3 separate regions of the Drosophila melanogaster genome follow, and all the other regions are linked to region 3. The links are chromatin contacts, called in public Hi-C maps. All regions are on one chromosome and are shown on one strand. The core of a region is the stretch at or near the end of the contact, and the rest is flanking DNA. Distances in the headings are between cores, read along the strand shown.

Evidence for each region. A called contact is a pair of places that touch in the nucleus more often than the background predicts.
Region 1: a Hi-C map of the Kc167 cell line shows a contact between it and region 3, with 4 times the contacts expected there. The contact joins the promoter of CG12054 here to the promoter of Loxl1 in region 3. A contact is called at or near these places in 3 of 107 Hi-C or Micro-C datasets (the D17-c3 cell line, the Kc167 cell line and eye imaginal disc).
Region 2: a contact with region 3 is called in a Hi-C map of the S2 cell line, with 2.4 times the contacts expected there. The contact joins the promoter of RpL6 here to the promoter of Loxl1 in region 3. A contact is called at or near these places in 11 of 107 Hi-C or Micro-C datasets (the Clone 8 cell line, the D17-c3 cell line, the Kc167 cell line and 4 more) and 2 of 6 datasets of contacts at active chromatin or transcription factors (both in the Kc167 cell line).

What each region holds. Positions count from the first base shown.
Region 1 is chr3R:31,218,910-31,222,161 of dm6, forward strand. CG12054 reads left to right here and starts at 1,793. Exons shown (of 7, transcript NM_001260456.2): 1 at 1,793-1,933; 2 at 2,004-2,556. The coding sequence starts at 2,457. ATPsynC (ATP synthase, subunit C) reads right to left here and starts at 721. Exons shown (of 4, transcript NM_143595.2): 1 at 627-721; 2 at 34-139. The coding sequence starts at 81. mir-4949 (mir-4949 stem loop) reads right to left here and starts at 463; the gene lies at 365-463.
Region 2 is chr3R:31,594,501-31,597,520 of dm6, forward strand. RpL6 (Ribosomal protein L6) reads right to left here and starts at 1,704. Exons shown (of 3, transcript NM_170554.2): 1 at 1,548-1,704; 2 at 1,021-1,101; 3 at 292-963. The coding sequence starts at 1,658. The coding sequence ends at 424. It overlaps CycG (Cyclin G), which reads right to left. Exons shown (of 6, transcript NM_001276217.2): 6 at 2,142-3,020. CG1774 reads left to right here. Exons shown (of 2, transcript NM_143618.3): 2 at 1-219. The coding sequence ends at 95.
Region 3 is chr3R:31,458,331-31,461,710 of dm6, forward strand. Loxl1 (Lysyl oxidase-like 1) reads right to left here and starts at 1,539. Exons shown (of 2, transcript NM_079868.3): 1 at 548-1,539; 2 at 50-492. The coding sequence starts at 1,391. The coding sequence ends at 254. CG11334 reads right to left here. Exons shown (of 6, transcript NM_170551.3): 3 at 2,591-2,826; 4 at 2,300-2,532; 5 at 2,070-2,233; 6 at 1,492-2,011. The coding sequence ends at 1,682.

The DNA of each region.
Region 1 (3,252 bases), core at 543-3,042, 240 kb before region 3:
ATTCGGACATAAAAATGGGGAAGGGGTACTTACGGCGCTCCTGGCAACTGGGGCAATGCGAGAGACTGTCGACACGAACATTTTCGGTTGAATTTCCTTTTTGTTTTGCTTACGACAAAATTGAAGCTAGCGCACGGCTCTGCAAAGATATAGACGGAGATATCGATTAGTTCTGGGCTGACTTTCTGTCCCAAGAATACATTGTATCAAGTCCCACGCCGCCTCAGAAAAGTTACGTAACATGCGGAAAATCTGCCCTCGCACCGGATTTTCACTCGACTCTCAGCTCGATCTGTGCTCAGTCATCAATTGAAACCGATTTGCTGGCTTTTCCTCTGCGAATTTGCCGATTTTCTAACTTTTCCAGTGACGCAACGACTCGAGGCACACACGCACACCACTGCAAAACCAGAATGGCACACGTGTGTGTGTGCGAGTGTGCCGCAAGATGGCGGCGCATTATCAAACACGTTTCGCACTTTAATTGGCGAAATTTCACACGATTCTTCACTAATTCCGCGTTTTTTGGCTATCTGAGGCGTTTGCACGGCTGTTACCCAACAGAGGGGTGCTGATAAGGGGGGTGCTCCGCCAGCGGACGGAAAAACCCGGAAAAAGCAACTCACTTCGAACGAACCCTTCACAACAGTAAAACGAATTTGACAATTTCGCTGACTTTTGGGGGGTGCTAAGTGTGGCCGTCAGCGGGAGCTGGGAAAAAGGACGATAGGTCGATTTAATACTGGAAAGTACCAGAAATACCATTTTGGTTGAGAACCCAATCCACGGTGCAAGTCCTGGCTACACATTTTCAGCAGAGACGCGCCCCAGGAGCGAGTCTTTGCTAGAATAGGAGGTTGCCCTTGCACAATAGGCGCAGTGTGACCATAACAGTAGTGGATACGTAGAATCAATTAAATAGCCCTTTCCCACGAAACTGCGTCTTTCTAATTTTGTTTATTTATTTATACTACAAATTAATAAAATAAAATCTTTGGCGAACGGTCCATAAAAACGGGTCATTCTGAAAATTTTTCAACCAGCAAATGCAATAGATAAATTAGATAATTAGATAATTAGATAAATTAGATAAGTTTTCAATGAATTTGGCAAGTGTAGGGCCAAATAAGTATGTATAATCGTTTGTGTTTTACATGCACATAATCTATTCTTTTATTTAACTACATACATATGTATTGTGAAATATATTTTTATCATCAATATAGTTGATGAAATTATGTATATAAAATATAACCAGACTTCAGTTGTAATAATATTCATCGTGCCCTAAGTTTCCCTGTCTTTTTAAAATATATTTGATGGGGTGGAAAATATTAAATTCATATGTAAAAATTATATATATGGTAACATTTTAATAAACCTTAGCTAAGCTTCAAGTATGCCTATCCCGAAATTGAAATAAAAGTGTAATTTTATATTATATATAATATATAATATAATATATAATTAATTATTATTTATTGTTTTCATTAATTTTTACGGAACTATATATACAAAAGGAAACGACTAGAGCCCTCTGGCATCTTTTCATAATTCTATACGCAATAAACAATATAAAATTTTTTATTTATTTCTTGTAATAATTTCTTATGGAATAATGCCTTAGTAAATAACTAGAGCCGGCCGGCATATTTTCATCGAAATATAAGTTTGTATTCTCAAAATATTTAATGTTCTATAGGAAGGTGTATCTGCTAGACTTAAATTAGTTAGGAGGGTGCACTCGCTAAGAGCCCGAGAATGCAGTGCAGCCCTGGTACGTGCAAACTCACCACAGTCACGCACACCACCACAAACGCAGCGTTACGCGTCGTTCGACGTCGGTGTTTGTGTCTACGTCACGTCGGCTTAAATTATGTTTTAATTACCCAGCGGCAACTGCGAATGCAACTGAATCGAAGCACAGAATGCTGTAAGTAAATATAATACTGATGCTAATTTGAAGTCAGTTAAACCCAGTTACGCCCCCCAAAATGTTGCAGCCCTCAATTGCATAACATCACTTGCGCATGAGTGTGTGCGTGTGTGAGGAAACGCCAGAGGAGCGAAACACACCACACCGAACAGCGGCGTAGGGAAAGAGACGGCAGAAGCAGCTGAATTGCAGTACAAGCAGGGTTCATCGCTAACAAAAAAACAAGCCATGTACTCCTGCTGAATTTCGAAAGCGACTTATTATCGCCTGATTACCAACGAACAGTATTCGCCCGATCAAACGCCACATAACCCCCTAAACTCACCACAGCACATTGGAAGTGGGTGGGAGTCGCCGCTAAGCTGAAATTGCAGCCCTGGAAATGGACGTTTCGGTGCAGTGCTGACCTGGCCACACTGACCAGCCCCCGATTTAGTTGCTGTTTTTTTACATAACTCGCCACATTCGTTCTCTTCGGAATACGTGATATATATATATATATGATAATACGATATATATTATGGCCGTTTTCCTGATCAACGTCTGCAAGTACAATGGCTGCGGCATCACGTTTCCGAGCTTGAGCGATCTGATTTCCCACATCGAGGACACCCACATAGGTGAGACGGGTCGTAAACACCGTAAATATCGCTATCATTTGACCGTCGCGTGATGTTCTCGGTGTGTTTTGTTTATTTTATTTACTCGCCGCGGCATAAATAAAAAAACAAATCGGATCGCAGCGGGGCAGAGGTGTGCGAGTTCGTCAGTGTGTGAGTGCGTGAACGGCTTCGTGGTGAATTGGATGTTGTTTCTACGATATGATTTGCAGTTTGCATTCGGCATTTATTGCACTTAAAGGCAAAATCGATGCTGGAAGCCTGGAAATGGCTACCTGTGCCCACACACACCGCTGCACGCCGCACACACACGCCCTGTTTTCCAGGCGCGTACAGCATTCGTTGATCGGTGCGCTGGCTGGAAAGTGCGGGTGCGAGCGAGAGCGCAGCACAAGCAAAACAAAAGCAAAAAAGCCGGTGATCCATTCAAAACCCCGCCTGTCTGTGTGTGTGCGTGCGTGTGTGTTTGGAAGGCCAGCACAGCATCTAGTTGTTGTTTGCGGTGTAGTGGAAACCGGCGAGTTGAGCGCCCTTTTTTTGACCTGTCCGCATGGCTTGGCTTGGGTTCGGCTGTTTCTGGCGTTCGTTTCCATGGCAGGTGTATCCGCATCCGGTAATCGGAGTTGGAACTTAGAAGTTGGAGGAGATGCGCTTCTTGTCTGCCCCATGCGCCTTCCCCCTCCGCTCATACCACGC
Region 2 (3,020 bases), core at 454-2,953, 140 kb after region 3:
GTAGGCGGAAACTCCTGGGCGCTCTGCACTTGCAGCCGGAGTACCCCGATCCTATCGAAGTGGCCAAAGAGAGCTCAAATCATATCAGCACTTAGAATTAGCGCTAATGTAAATCGAAGTTGTAGTTGATCCAAATATGTTAATCTGATGGAATTTTAACTTTATAGCTGTTATTTTATAATTTATAGGATATATCAATGAAATAAAATTGTAGAAAGGAATTTAAATTGATGCTTGTGTGCAATTATTGGATTTTAGAAAATGAACTAATCGTCACAGCTGGGGTTCTTTGATGAAAAGGCCAAAACTTTCCGTTTTGTAAGGTTTATTTTACAAATCCTGTTAGTCTAACCAGCGGGCGCGCTTGTACAGTGTTTTTGCTTTAGAAATCCTTAAACTGAAGAACCAAATCCATCCCCTCGCTTAGAATCGCATGCGGTGGGGGTATTGGGAGGAGTGCAGGGCAAACATGTTCTGCAAGTACTTGGCGAAGAACTTGCCCTCGGGATGGGCCTTGATGACCTTCAGCAGGGCGGCGTCCACCTCCTTCTGGTCCTTCTTGCGCTGCTCGTTGGGCACGAAGCGCTCCTTCTTGGCCGCGAAGATGTCGGCCTCGCCGGTCTTCTTGTCCTTCTTAGCCTTCAGACGGCGGAAGTAGGCGTCGTTCAGGTGCTCGGGCACCTTGAAGGCACCGAGATCCACCTTCGAGGAGGTGCCGATCACGTAGCGCTGGGACACGCGACGCAGCGGGCACGAGTTGAGGGCGAAGGGTCCGGTGACCAGCAGGAGTCCGGAGGCCAAGACCTTCAACAGGACGACGCGCTTGCCCTGGTGGCGTCCGGCCAGCAGGATGAGCACGGTTCCGGGGGTCAGGTTGCGGCGCGTGTTGCGTTTGTGCTCGCTGAAGTTTGCCTTGGAGGGGCGCTTCTTCACGAACGTCTTGGTCGGGTAGGAGGCCTTGCTCTTCTTCAGGAAGACCGTGCGCTCACCGCCGTTCTTGGGTCCTCCGATCTTCTTCACCTTCTTGATGGGCACCTTGGCCTTCTCCACGACGGGGCTCTTCTTGTCCTTCAGGCGGTACAGAGCACGACGCTTGTACATCTGAAATAGGTTGGAAAAGTGGTTAGCTTGATCCTTGATCCACAAGCCTTTGAACTAGGGGGTTATTTTGTTTACGTGTATCACTAATACGCTCCACTTGTTGCACAGTCACAAGCAAGGGCATTGAGGATTATTGAACTTATTTGTGAGAAGAGTAAACAATTTAGGCAAAGTATGCATGGTTTGTACTCATAGCCACTTGAACACACGGGAATTAAAATAAATGCATTTGGATTCAGGAACCGCACTGACGAATACTGAGTTTTCAAGTAAAACTAACTCAAAGTGGGTGGATGGTGTGTGGTCCATCCCGCGGATAGATGAGCAAGTATCGGATCCCTTGGAATCGGAGAACCACAAGTAAGCCACGCTGCTGCGCCTTCTCATCGGGCGGAGGCGTCACTCGGGCCAGAGGCCATTTCCCCACTGTTTCCGGCGATATTTACCTGGGCCTTGGAGTAACGCAGGATACCGCCCTTCAGGTAGGAGTTGACGGGGTGCTTCTTGCCCTTTTTGGCCGACTTGGCCACCTTTTTAGCTTTCTCGATGGGTGCCATTGTGAAACACGTGTACACAGCACAAAAATTATTGGAAAAGGAAGGTTATGTCTAGAGCGGTGTGACCAGGGCGGTCGATACAAAAATACCACCCGGTTACCGAAGAAATACCAATTCAGTTTGTAAACATACCATCTATATACCCCAAATTAAAACATAATTTCCCCAGCATTGATTATTTCTACTCAAGAGCTGAAAGTTACAAATATAGTTTCAGTTCCTATAACAGTGGATTTTAATTAACATTAGAACTCATGTTTATAGCATTATTTGTGTAATCGGGTCTGCTATCGATAAAAAAAATGCACACAGTCGCAATATAAAAAGTATCGCAACGTTTTAAATCTATTGCAATAAAAATCGATAAGCTTAACGGTCGATTTATTGAATGACCAATTTAAAAAATTAAACAGTCAGAAAGATAAATAATCCGAAATATGTCAGCTTAAAGATAAAATAAATTGAAGACACGCCTTTTCATTTACCATTTAATAATACTTTTTTCCATTTATTTGTTGTAATGTGTATAATGATTTAAATCACGAGCTTCAGCTGTTTTCAAACAACTTGTTCCACATTTCTTTACACAATGATCCATTTGCTTATAATGATTCTGGTGGACGCCTAAAGTAGAGTCTAATTGTTAGTTACAGGATGTAATTTAAAATAAATAAAATGAGTGGTTCGTAATGTACAGTATGAATTCATTTCGTGTGGTAACTAATCCTAAAGTGTAAACCTCAACCGAATATAAGCTCAAAACTTGACGATGGGCAATTGCCCACCATCATTGTTATCATGAATAAAAGTAGTCGTCAAATAAAAACTAAATATACAATAATTGAGATTTTCATTCATGTTTTTGATGTTGATACTTGCAAATATTTAACTAACTCCGCGCTAAATACAATGTAAAATTTGCTAGTTGTTAAAATTATGAAATCTCAGCCCGTGGCAGTCGATGGTAGAAAAACTTAGTGCTAGACATATTTTCACCGCTTTCACCTTTCTCTTAATCGCCTAATCGTCAATTGGCTGTTATTTATAGTGGACTAAGCTTAAACGAACACATGATGATCTCCGTCGCTTAAATATAATTATTTGTTTCGCATTTCGACTGTGTTAACAATGTATTCGGATTCTGCTTTCTCACTCACAGCTTTCACAGAACTGATCTTCAGGCTGTGGTTCAGAAGGTTACTGAAGTATAGGGAATCTATTGCACAATTGTTAGTTGAGAGAACTTGAATATTTACAGCAAAGTCGCCGGGCTTATTTACACTCGATCGGAAGTCGGGGTTATGGAAATGGTGCTGGTGCTGGTGTACTCACATTTCGCCGGAGTCGCCGCTGCACTGCGTC
Region 3 (3,380 bases), core at 289-2,788:
AAATAATGGTTCGACTTTTGTTGCGGCTCCCAAAAGTATACCAAGAATTATTGTTTGGCAGTGAAGAAACCGCTACTCCCCAAAAGTATACTAGCTTTATTGAAGTACACAGATTAATTACGATTCTAAGCCCTAAAGTATTCATTTCAAATGATCCAGCCATCTAGCATTGGCAGGCGGGAAATTCTTAGTATCTAAGAGGTCACCAGAGATGGCTCATACCGCTATTTTACTTTCTAAACTGTACACAAAATCAAATCTTAAACCAAAGCGGCTTTCGCCGACAGTTGAAAATCCTTGTCGTCTGCCGTACGCCAGTGTAGTCAAGAAGGCACTCAGCTCCGTTGTTCTCGAAGGATATCTCTCCCAGCTTGTACTCGGGATTGAGGGCCACTCGCAGGATGTAGCGTCGGTTGATGGGAACTCGGGTAACATCCACCCACTGGCAGTCCAACACATCGGTGTAGGTGTCTGCGCAGCCCACGGAAATGCCTGCAAGGAGATGGGTTACTAGTGACTCCTTAGAAGCTGTCACAGGTGCACGTACCTTGGGTGGTGTTGCCACAGGTGTACTTTTGCCGTACTCCTGGCCGGCATTCACTGTCCATCAGGCAAAAGGAGGCCTTGTGCCCCTGGGCCACCTTCCGGTAGTTGAGGTCGTAAACATCAAAGGTGGCAAAAACATTCATGCTGTGGTAGTGTCTGTGGCACTGGTGCCATACCCATTCCTTGTAGTTAGCGTATGGGCTTACATCGGCGGTGCCCACATTGGAAGCCTTAACGGAAAAGCGAAGCAGTATCCTCGCAGCGTGCGGATTCGTCCTTCGGATCTCGTAAGCGTCGGCGGAAACACAGTGCTCTTCCATGGCGCATGTGAGCCGCGACATGGGCACGGCCTCCAGGCGGGCGGTTCTCTCGATGTCCACCAGTCCGATCTCCAGGTCAGCCGAATGGCTAACACAGGCCGCAATGCTGACATTATGGTTTCTGGCATTGCAGAGGTTCGGGTAGTGGGACTCCCGGATGCAGTCGGCTAGGCGACGCTCGGTTCCCCTGCACAGAGTGCCCACCATGCCCCAGGGATACTTCCGGCTATCCCCGTGCTCCGTTCCCTGGCTTGCCTTGGAAGCGTAGCCCAATCCTAGCTGTCGGCACACCACATTTGCCTCCCGCATGCTCCACGAAGTGCTGCAGATCGTACCCCATGAGGCGCCAAAGTCAAAGCTCACCTCCACGCGTCCCTCGCGGAGGACTTGAATACCGGCGAGCGCTGCCTTGTTAGTGGCCAGTCGGACCATCATGTTTCTATAGTTGTTCTGCACGTTGAGGTTGGCCCAACCTTGGCTGAGAACCACTAGGAGCTGCAACAATTGAAACCGGAACGAAGCCATCGCCCATTCAGCCCCTTCTGGTGGAGCACACCCAAATCGCAACCAGTTTTAAAGTCAATGGAACAATGCGCCAGTAGGGTAACAACTGGCAAATGGGGCTACATGTGTAGGAGGTATATTGTGCGTTGTGCTTCCCAACGGATCGACCCACATCTGCTTGGCAGGCGGGAAAACGTTTGTATACAAAACTCAGCTGGCAAAATGCCTATTCCGAGCGCGCGTGCTCTGGTTTCTGCGGTTTCTTTTTTTGGGGGTATGGAGTGCATGTGTAAACTACTTCTGTGCGCCGGTTAGGACTCTAGCAACTTAGTGATGGCCTCTTTCAGTTCCGCCGGCTTGAAGACACCGCGTTCCGTGATGATGCCTGTGATCAGAGAGGCAGGGGTCACATCGAAGGCGGGGTTCCAGCAGTTAATGCCCGGGGCAGCGATGCGGTGCTCTCCCACGTGCGTCATTTCCCGGTCGGGACGCTCCTCAATGATGATGTGATCGCCTCCGGGAATCGCTAGATCGATGGAAGTCAGAGGGGCGGCTACGTAAAATGGCACGTCGTGGTGCTTGGCAACCACGGCAATCTGGTAGGTACCAATCTTGTTGGCCGTGTCGCCATTGGAGGCCACCTAAGGAAGGGAAGAAACCATTAATCGAAAATAGTTAATCATTAAGAGGCTTACTTACACGATCTGCTCCTACAACCACAGCAGCCACATTTTTGGCCCGCAGCAGAGCCGCCACCATGCTATCCAGAACCAGAGTGGCGGGGAATTTCTCGTGGACCAGTTCGTAGGCTGTGAGGCGGGCTCCCTGATTGTAAGGACGAGTCTCTGTGCAATAAACGTGCTCTAGAGCGAAAAGTGCAAAAGTGCGTAAGTAATCAATAAATGTACCAAACTCTATTAAGTACTCACCCAGTTTTCCCAGCTCGGCCAGTTGGCGGACCACTCCCAGAGCTGTACCGTACCCGGCGGTGGCCAGGGAACCCGTGTTGCAGTGGGTAAGCACCCGGACGGATCCCGTCGATCCAGCGGGCGCTTTACCTGCCTTCGCCACGCCCTGTAGGATCGCCTGGGCTCCATTCGCTCCAATGGCACGGTTATCGGCAATGTCTTTTTTTAGCATAGCTTCGGTCGCGTCCAGAAATCTTAAACAGAAGGGGGTTAACTTTGTGTGCTCGTCTCGTAGCCCAGTAAGGAGGTTACCTATGCTTCATTTGGGTCACGTCGATTGCCTCGTCCTTGTAAAGTTCGTTGGCCAGGGTGATGAGCTCGTCGGCTGCGATCTTCATGTTGACCGCCGTAGGCCTGGCGGAAACCAAATAGTTCAACTTTCCCTCAATCTCCTGCCGCAGTGATTTCTTGTTCTCAAAATCCTCCGGGTTGATTTCCACGGCCAGGGAGAGGCAGCCAACGATAGCGATGGCCGGAGCACCACGCACCTTCAAAGAGTCAAAAATATTAGTTTAAATTGCTTGTTTTATTTTTAATGGTCCCTTAAACGCACCCACTTTTCATGACTATATGAAACGAGTACCCATTAATAGTCGTGATCAATCAAGATGCTAAATGAGAATATTTAAAATATCAGGCTGTCATGCTGTTGTCATGTCTCAAATGAGACCGTTGGGGCAATAATTTCGCTGCTATATTGTCGTTATTCATAAACAAGAGCGAAGAGCAGACAGATTAGGTGGGTCAGCCTATCTTGGCTTATCAGATGACGATGCAAAAGGCGGAGTAAATAGCTTACATGGAAAACGGCGAGGCTCCACGTGACAAGGCGCGTGCTCACACATAAACGATCGGCCACCAATGGGCCATGGGCCATCATCTTCTTGTTGGGGCATTAGCCCAGTGGGAACCGATCGCCAAGTGACGTGCGCGGAGTAGTTTTATTTTTGGCAAGCGTTTTTAAATTTTTAATTTCAATTACGTTATTTATAGCCGGGCAAGGGACATACGACAAGCGACAAGAGACAAGCAAGCGATCGTT